Regions from separate parts of the Mus musculus genome. Here regions 1 and 2 are each linked to region 3. The links are chromatin contacts, called in public Hi-C maps. All regions are on one chromosome and are shown on one strand. The core of a region is the stretch at or near the end of the contact, and the rest is flanking DNA. Distances in the headings are between cores, read along the strand shown.

Region 1 (2,700 bases), core at 145-2,644, 420 kb after region 3:
TATCATCCCTGGGGCAGATTTGTGATGCATTCTTAACCTCGTGTTTTCCCTTTCTGGGGGTTTGTCCCAGGGGAGGCATCCTCACACACCTTGTGGACAATTAACGTTACCCAGAGAAAGAAAAACAAAATCAAAATATTGGAGGGGCTGGTGGGCATCCAGCCATGCCAGTTCCCACCATTCTTCTGCGGAGCTGTAGCTGTGTTCAGTGGTCGGATCTGAGAAGCCACGTTAGCTCTTGGCTGCGTAGCTGCCGGGTCTGGCGCAAGCTGATGAGATGTGATTATCTCCATGCAGAAATACCAGGGTGGTTGGGAGATAATTTGAAATGAAGTTAAAAATGAAACGGCACTAAAGCTTTTCTCCCTTGTGTCAAAACAACCACATCTTCTCCATTCCTTCCTTCTTCCCCCTTTCACTTTGACGACACTGGTTCACACTGGGGGTGGAGACACGCCTTCTTGCAAACTGTAATCCTTGGCTAATTTTAAATTTCAGATGATTCTGTTTGAAAGACAGCTCTAAGTTTCTATCAAAAAAAAAAATCAGCTTCCGGAGATCACAGATAGAGGTTGCCATGCTGGCTTTACTGAGTAAGCCTTAGACACTGCTATGACTCACAGACTCGAAGTTTCATTTTTCTATACTAACACTATTCGGGTATGAATAGCATGCCTTGATAATAAATGACATTCGGTTGCAAATGTCTTTGAACTTTAGCTTAAAAGAAGTGAAAACAGATTTAAATACATTTCAAATGTTAAACACTATATTTATTGAATCATTGCAAATGGAGTTACCGCGTCAAGTGACAGGTTTTTTTTAAAGCTATGTAAATGTTTCTTTCTTTAAATAGATGTATTTTAGTGCGAGGTATATGTCTAGGCACTGTCTAAGCTTGCAGCAATAATTCTCGATTTACAAAATCAGCAGTGAGGGTTGGGAATTCAGCTCAGTGGTAGAGTGCTTTCCTAGCAAGCACAGGGGCCTGGGTTCTGTCCTCAGCTGGGGGGAGGTGGGGGGGGGCGACAAAATAACAAAATCAACAGCGAATCTTGCAGTGAGAAAGAGTCCATTGCAATCATTAATATTATCCCTCTCTGTGCACACATGCAGTAATCAGATCCCTCGATGAAAACTTTTTAAAATTCTAAAGTTTGATTTCAGGCTTTGCCTTGTGTGTGAGTGTGTGTGTGTGTGTGTGTGTGTGTGTGTGTGTGTGTGTGTGTGTGTGTGTGTAAAGTAGCTGAGTTCTTCTGCAAGCTTCAAAAGTTCCAGCCACATTGTTGAAAACGAAGTTTGAAGTTATTCTGAACAGGGTTGTACAGCTCTTGTGTTCACTGCAGAGTTGGGGGTGGGTGGGGGTGGGGGTCATAAAAGCCGAATTCACTGAGGGCAGAGGGAAAGTCTTTAGAACTCTGTCCGCCCCAGCGCCATCAGTCAGTTAAGAGGAGTATCTGCAGGGTGCCCCCCTCTTCCCTTTCTGCAGTGCTAGGGATGTTTATGTGGATAGAAAGGGATGACAATTAGTTATATTTATCCATTCTGGGTCCATTTAATCCCCACTGTTTTCACTCCCATCAAATCCATTATCCCAAACAACGCTGCGTATGTCTTGATGGAGTTGCATGCAGACTGGCCTTGTTTACTCCGAGAAGACGAATTTTATGGCAACATTAAATACATAGTGAAACCTCACCAACGCAGGCCCTTGGCAGAGGGAAGTCATCCTTGTGGCTCCTCCTATCTGCCTTACCCCATTGCAGTTTGACTTGGTCCTTAAACTCTGGACCTTTCTCCCCCACGTCCCTACATTTTCTCCACAAGTTTTTTATTTATGGTCATTGAGTCCATGTGTTTCCAGAGGTCACAAAAAGCAACCCCATCTTCAAGCAGCCAAAGTCTTCTCTCTCTCTCTCTCTCTGAAAATGGCTTGATATTGATATTACTCCTAACAATTCAGGCTTTCTTTTTTAAGCCCAGTTTTTAAAAAAGAAAATAAAAGAGAAGAAGAGAAGGAGGGGATAAAAATGTAATAATAATAATAATAATAATAATAATAATAATAATAATAATAATAAAAGGAAGAAGAGGCAGAAGGGAGGAGGGGGAGGAGGACTCCCTTGTTTGTTTAGAAAGAAAATCTTAGGTGATCTTACTTACTTTCTTTTCTTTCAGCACTTCTTTGTCTCCCAAAGCGTGTTGCCTGCTACTATGGAAGCTGCAGAAGTGATTTGATCAGAAAATGCAGACCTGTGCTAGCTGACAACCACACAGTAAGGGTGAGGACATCATATGTGTTTGAAACTCCTGGTTTCACTAGGAAGAAAAAACACACTGTATGGCAAACTTTATTATTTAGGCCTTAACACACAGCCAGGACGAGTGGCTCAGACTAAAGGAAATCACTGCTTAATTCCACAAACATTGTTGCAGCCCAGGAATGGCACACACACACACACACACACACACACACACACACACACACACACACACACACACACACACACACACACACACACACACACACACACTCAAAACTTTGAGAGGTCCCCTCCATGAGTGCCATCCAAGCACACCAGTATCAAAACGTGCGGCGCAGCGCCATCTGCTGGCAGCAGGTGCGTCACCTAAATCGCCCCGGTCGCAGAGGGCTATACTAGGTAAAGTGTAAAGGGCTCAGAACCTTTTTCCGCTTGG
Region 2 (2,795 bases), core at 213-2,712, 340 kb after region 3:
TCCATCTCCCCATTCAAGGAAGCAGCCAATGATCAGAGCAAGATTCCAAATCCAGATCCTGAGAGTCACCTGACCCCCAAAGTCTCCCAGTCCACCAACTCTTTTGAATCCCCACTGTAATTCCCAACCAGGCTTAGTTGCAACCTTCTGTGCTCACACAGGTGATTTGAACAATGGATGCATAGACAGATGGATAGTGTGTATGGTTCGTCCTCTGGTTTCTTTCATTACAGTCTTTTGGCGTGGTGGTTTGAATATGCTTGGCCCAGGAAGTGGCACTATTAGGAGGTGTGGCCTTGTTGGAAGACGTGTGTCACTGTGGGGGTGGGATTTGAGACAATCCTCCTAGCTGCCTGTGAGACATTCTTCTGTTTGCCTTTGGAACAAGATGTAGAACTCTCAGCTCCTCAAGCGCCATGCCTGCCTAGATGCTGTCATGCTTCCCACTATAATGATAATGGACTGAACCTCTGAACCAATTCTGCCATGCAGGTGTGTTCCCTACTTCTAGCCCTAGTGGACTGGGTTCTGACTGAAACAGGTACTCAGCTCTTACAGATTTTAAGTTCTTTCACTATTACATATTTTCAAGATCCTGAGTCCTAACCTCCCTCTTTTCCTTGGGTGTAGCATGATCTGAAGCTCTAACCAGAGTTGTGCTTCTTCTTCCTTTTTGATCATTGTACAACACTGGTCACCCTGAAGGGAAGCTCACTTTTTTTTTTCTTTTTTCTTTTTTTTTTTTTGAAATGAGGTAGAGAATACAACATGACTTCTTCCATCGCTTTTTGGGTTGTTTCTATTTGCTGTTGTTTGTTTGGTTTTGGTTTTTTAACCATCTCTTCTTACATCCTCTGTGTGTTTGAGGATACACATATTCTTCATGTAACCCCCCCCCCAAAAAAAACTATGAGACTGGGAACTAGGGCTGAGAGGGGTTAAAGAGTTCATCTAAGTTCCCACTGGAAGAGGTAAAGATGGATTCAAGTTCGTCTTTAAAATATATCCCTAGTCCCTTGGGGACAGCTTCTATCACAGGAAGGAATTTATTATTTTTCCATTGCAGCTTTCTGATGTTACCATGGGAATTGAATTCTTCCTTATTACTCTAGGAGCTAGACAAAGGTCTGTGTTTGCTGTGTGTCAGTCTCTTGGTGACAGAGAAAAGGGACTTTGACTCTGAGAGAGCAACCCCATCTTTGCTTTATCTATGCCTTTGCATATGGCCTGTGACTGAAGCCCTTTCCTCTCTCATGGGCCATCTCCCAGGTCCCCTCCTTCACCCTCCTCCTCTAGTCCCATCATTAATGAGACTCAGAAGCAGGCAGTGTAGAGACATGAAAGAGTACTTCCTTTCTTATTTATAGGTCTCCACCAGAGGACCAGAGGCAAGGAGTGTGGTCTCTACCCTGAAGCAAGGAGCAAAGCTCTCATAGGGGGCTGGGTCCTGGCTGGGCTCGGCCTGTGACCCCTCGTGTCTTAATCTCCTCAGCTGTACAATTAGGTAAAAGTTGGGCTACAATGAAAACCAGATGTTCCATCAGGAGCGAAGTCTCCTGGGCAAACAAATTAAATAATAAATAAATGCTTTCGGTTTTACTAGCAACTGGCCATGCTGAACCTCCTTCCAGGCGCCAATTAGAGCTTTCCCCATTGTCTTGGGGGGGTTTTAAAACCAGAGTGGAAATAGGAAGGGGGTCCTGAGAAGCCAAAAGTGCTTACTGGTTCTGTTTTCATTGTTGTGGATTGCTGGCTTTGCTTTGGTGTCATGAGTTGCTGTAAGCCTGTTTGTGCAAATCTCAACAAGTTTAGTTTTCCATCCCGGTTTAAGGGAGGGACCAGATTAATATCTCCTCCCCTTTTTTCAGTAATTTGGGAGAATTTGATCCAAGAGCATTCTAACGTGTAAAGTGTTCTGGGGATTACAGGGACACTGTGTAGATTTCTCCCAGTCTGCCTAAACCCAGACCCAAACTGAACTATACTCAACTCCAGAAAATCAGTTGTGATCTTGGCTGGAAAAGCACTTCTTTCCCTTGAAAATCTCTTTAAAACTTTTGTATCTGCATCTCCGACTTGGCTCAGTACATGTAGATAATCATAATGTCTGTATGGGGAACTTGAACAAACTTAGACCCTTCACTTGACTGTATTTGTTGACTATGATTGGTACCGAGGAAGATGACATTCTTTAGAACCTAATGCACAACAGCTAAAAAGAAGTGAATTCTGTTTTATACATCTCTATTACATAAGGTCCCAGTCATTCTTTTCGAAAAATTCAAGAAACTATGTTTTAACTGAAACAAAGTTGGAATAGTCAGGGACTTCCCTATGACTGCAGCGGTCACATTTGGTCAAAAAGAAATTGGGTTATAAACCCATAATAACTAAGCATCCAATGTGATGGCTCAACTTGATTGACAGTTTGAAGCAGTGGTCCCCAACTTTCTGAACACTGTGACCCTTTCATACAGATCCTTAATGTTGTAGTGACCTCCCCAACCATAAGATTATTTCATTGCACCTTCATAACTGTAGTTTTGCTACTGTTATAAATCATGCTGTAAATACTTTTTAGAGATAGATTTTTGCCAAAGGGGTTGAGAGCCACAGGTTGAGAAACAATGTCTTAAAGGGATTGAGTATCACATAGTTTGTGTTTTCAGTGTCCAGGGCTGCATGTAGGGAGGGTGTTTTCAGTGACGATTAGGTCTTGAAAGCTCTGACATAAGGAAAGGGACAATCACGTGATGAGATTGTACCTTGATAGAATATTGGGAGATGAGGCATAG
Region 3 (2,872 bases), core at 171-2,670:
AGCTATTTAACAACTCCAGGGAGGTACTTAAAGAGATTTAAACACACATTTCCTAGTTATTCTGAGGTGGGGCTATAATTGCTGTCCTTTCCAAATAAATCCTTCAGATTAAATGGATATTGAGTGTGGAAGTTTAAGGATGCTTGTGGCACGCGAGCCTTGTCAAAGTTCAGGGTGAGTCGAGCCTAGATTAACAGGAGGAAGTTGGCAAGCGTTGTGCAGGAGTCTTAGTCTTAACGCTATCATTTGGAGCTGTTGGGTGTTTATATTTTGGGCAGAGAAAAATTCAGGCCAGATAAGGCAGCGTGGAAGAGCTCTCAGGAGGTGGGAATCTTGGCTTGGCAACAAAGGGTCATAATCGCTGGGAGTCCTTTCTCCTGTTTGAACTTCCCTCTTGTCACCTGATCTCCTACATGGACGGAGCAGAACCTCAGCATCTCTAAAGCTCCTTCCTTTCTGGCTCACACACTTGCCTCTTCCTTCTGCTCCTGGAGATACAGGTGCCAACTCCTCCGGCGCTGGCTGGAACCGAGCCTATGTCTTGAAGGCGCAGAGTGATTTCCCCAAAGCAATCTCAAGTCTGCCTTGAACTTGACGAGCAGCTTTTACCCATCTGCCTTCCCAAAAGGAATTTATCTGAGAAAACTGTGTACAAAAGTCAACAGGCTCCGCAGAGCATCCTAGAAATGTGCCCAGAGGTGCCATTAGGATGCTGGAATTATGAGGTGAGTGGGGAGAAGCCAAAAATCAGGAAGCCACTTCAGCAGAGAGTATAAACATAAATATCTCCAAGCAGGCCCCAGCCCCGGGTTTTTATGTTGATGTGCTAATATGTTATCCACTGAGGGTTTATTCACGCCGTTTTGAATGCCCTGCAATTCATTTATCTGCATAAGGAAGAGGTGCTAACAGGACACTGCCTCATGAACAGAGTCCCTGTGTGATCCCCACTGCTGTTTATAATCCCACATACCCAGATCTATAATTCATGAGCTGATGGCCGAGTGGCAGTTTCCATAAAGGCCATGCCGGGTACCCAGTCGTTAACGCGCTCACTGTCATGCATGGAATCGAAATAAGCCCTCTCCCCTTCTATCCATCACAGCACCACCGACGTGTGGGCAATGATATTATCCAAATATTATTAAAACTTTGAACCCTGTCCTCATAAATTATGGCCGAATGGCTGCGTGGCCATTAGAAGAGAGCGATGTATGGGCTTCGGTTGCTGCCGAGTAATTATGTGCTTAAAAGGAAGCGTGGCTGAGCATTCTCCCAGCAAAAAAAAAAAAAAAAAGGAGGCTCTCAGATCATTTGTTATTGCTGTGGCGCTCGAAGTTGGACGCTCAGGCAGGTCAAGTCAACCTTACAGCAGGACAATTATCTGTCTAGAGAGACCAAACATCTGTTATTAAGTATGTACAGGCATCAAGGCAACATGCTACAAATCTTGTCCACTTCAAACACTTGGCATATTCCACACAACATCCCCCTTCAAGTTTGGTTCCTGAAGCAGGCAGCTTTGAAATACACCCTATCTTCCCTCCCCCACCCCCTGGCTTTAATATAGCCCACAGCTGCTAAAGATGCTGTTGGAACTGTGGAAGAGCCTTGCTATCTCTTTCTGGCTCTTTAGGTAATAATAATAATTTTTGTTAGTCTCCCCCCCCTCCCACCCTGTAACTTTCTTTGGCATTTATTACTTATTCAAGGAGTATTGCTAGGGCGGAGATAAGGAACTGTTTGAAAGAACAAGGTCAGCCCATGTTTATGTTAGCAGCCAAGTGTCTCTTTTAGTTCCTGTGTCTGTAACAGCTTGGAGGACGGTGGTGCAGTGCTCAGGACAGAGAAGGTTCTGTTGGGATTATGCAGCAGGGGGGAAATGGAGTTTGGCATGCTGGAAAGTGGCATGCTAGAAACCAGGTAGAAGGAAATGGAGAGGGTGGCAGGAACCAAGGCAGAGAAGTGGGCGGGAAGAGAGCAAGGCTATCTTGGAGGGAGTGGTGGGGGATGTCTTAGCAGGTAACATTGTAACCATTCCGGCAGAACATTTCCAGACAAGAATCAGCAGAGTATAATTTCCTTCCTATGAAGAAGCAGAGAGGAGAGTAGGCCACGCCTGTGGAGGAGGATGAGCCGGATTCTTCTTTGGGGAACGATGCATAGTAATAACAGATTGGATGCCTTTCTTCCCTAACAGACTGGGCTCTCCAGCTCTTGGAAGGCCCTGCAATCTGAGCATCTTAAAGATATATGAGGTCTGGGTTCTCTTCAAAGTACTCTGGGGTAGAGTGGGACAGGCGGGGCTGAAGATGAAAAGAAAATGGCCCTAGCTAATCACTGGTGAAGCCAAGGAAGGGGTACGGGGGCTCACTGGACATCCCTCCACACGTCTGATCATATCTGAAAAATTTCCATAGTTAAAAGTAATCTGAAGAAGCGGGCCTCCCTTCCTCGTGCATGACCAGCAGAGCCGGCAGACTGTATCATCCCAGCATCCAGGTCTGTGAATATAAACCAGAACACAGCAGTCAAGATGGACTAGTTGGCTGAGTTGATGAAACTCTCTGCTCTAATCCATCCCATATACACATTCTCTGAAAAACAATTTTTGAGCCTTGTTTGTTTCCCGAAGGCCTCCCTGGCTCAACAGCATGAAGGAACCAGAAGACAATAGATTAGTCACTTTGCTTGTTGATTTGACAGTATGCTGACAGAAACACATTACGGGAGGAGAGAATGATGCTAGTTCACACTTTGAGAAGGGCTGAAGTCATTGTGACTTAGCTCTGTTGTCTCTGGGGTCTCGGGGAAGCAGACAAGTATGACTGCTCACCTCATGGCAGGCAGGAAGCAGAGGAGAGGAGATGTA

What was found. A called contact is a pair of places that touch in the nucleus more often than the background predicts.
Region 1: a contact with region 3 is called in a Hi-C map of uterus, with 5 times the contacts expected there. The contact joins two enhancer-like sites. A contact is called at or near these places in 8 of 484 Hi-C or Micro-C datasets (the G1E-ER4 cell line, embryonic stem cells and uterus), 4 of 115 datasets of contacts at active chromatin or transcription factors (embryonic basal ganglia, extraembryonic endoderm stem cells, microglia and 1 more) and 1 of 9 other capture datasets (embryonic stem cells).
Region 2: a contact with region 3 is called in a Hi-C map of uterus, with 2.0 times the contacts expected there. The contact joins two enhancer-like sites. A contact is called at or near these places in 1 of 484 Hi-C or Micro-C datasets (uterus), 1 of 115 datasets of contacts at active chromatin or transcription factors (embryonic stem cells) and 1 of 9 other capture datasets (embryonic stem cells).

Annotation. Positions count from the first base shown.
Region 1 is chr8:89,569,402-89,572,101 of GRCm38.p6, forward strand. No RefSeq gene overlaps it. Among named protein-coding and RNA genes, the nearest start is that of Gm26331, 19 kb to the right of the region's middle. Within about 2 kb of position 1,395, at least 21 of the 459 cell types and tissues checked have an H3K27ac peak or open chromatin away from gene starts, as enhancers often do. A contact at or near this core is called in uterus, where this site is marked.
Region 2 is chr8:89,496,834-89,499,628 of GRCm38.p6, forward strand. No RefSeq gene overlaps it. Among named protein-coding and RNA genes, the nearest start is that of Gm35593, 71 kb to the left of the region's middle. Within about 2 kb of position 1,463, at least 8 of the 459 cell types and tissues checked have an H3K27ac peak or open chromatin away from gene starts, as enhancers often do. A contact at or near this core is called in uterus, where this site is marked.
Region 3 is chr8:89,152,006-89,154,877 of GRCm38.p6, forward strand. No RefSeq gene overlaps it. Among named protein-coding and RNA genes, the nearest start is that of Gm35358, 23 kb to the left of the region's middle. Within about 2 kb of position 1,421, at least 10 of the 459 cell types and tissues checked have an H3K27ac peak or open chromatin away from gene starts, as enhancers often do. A contact at or near this core is called in uterus, where this site is marked.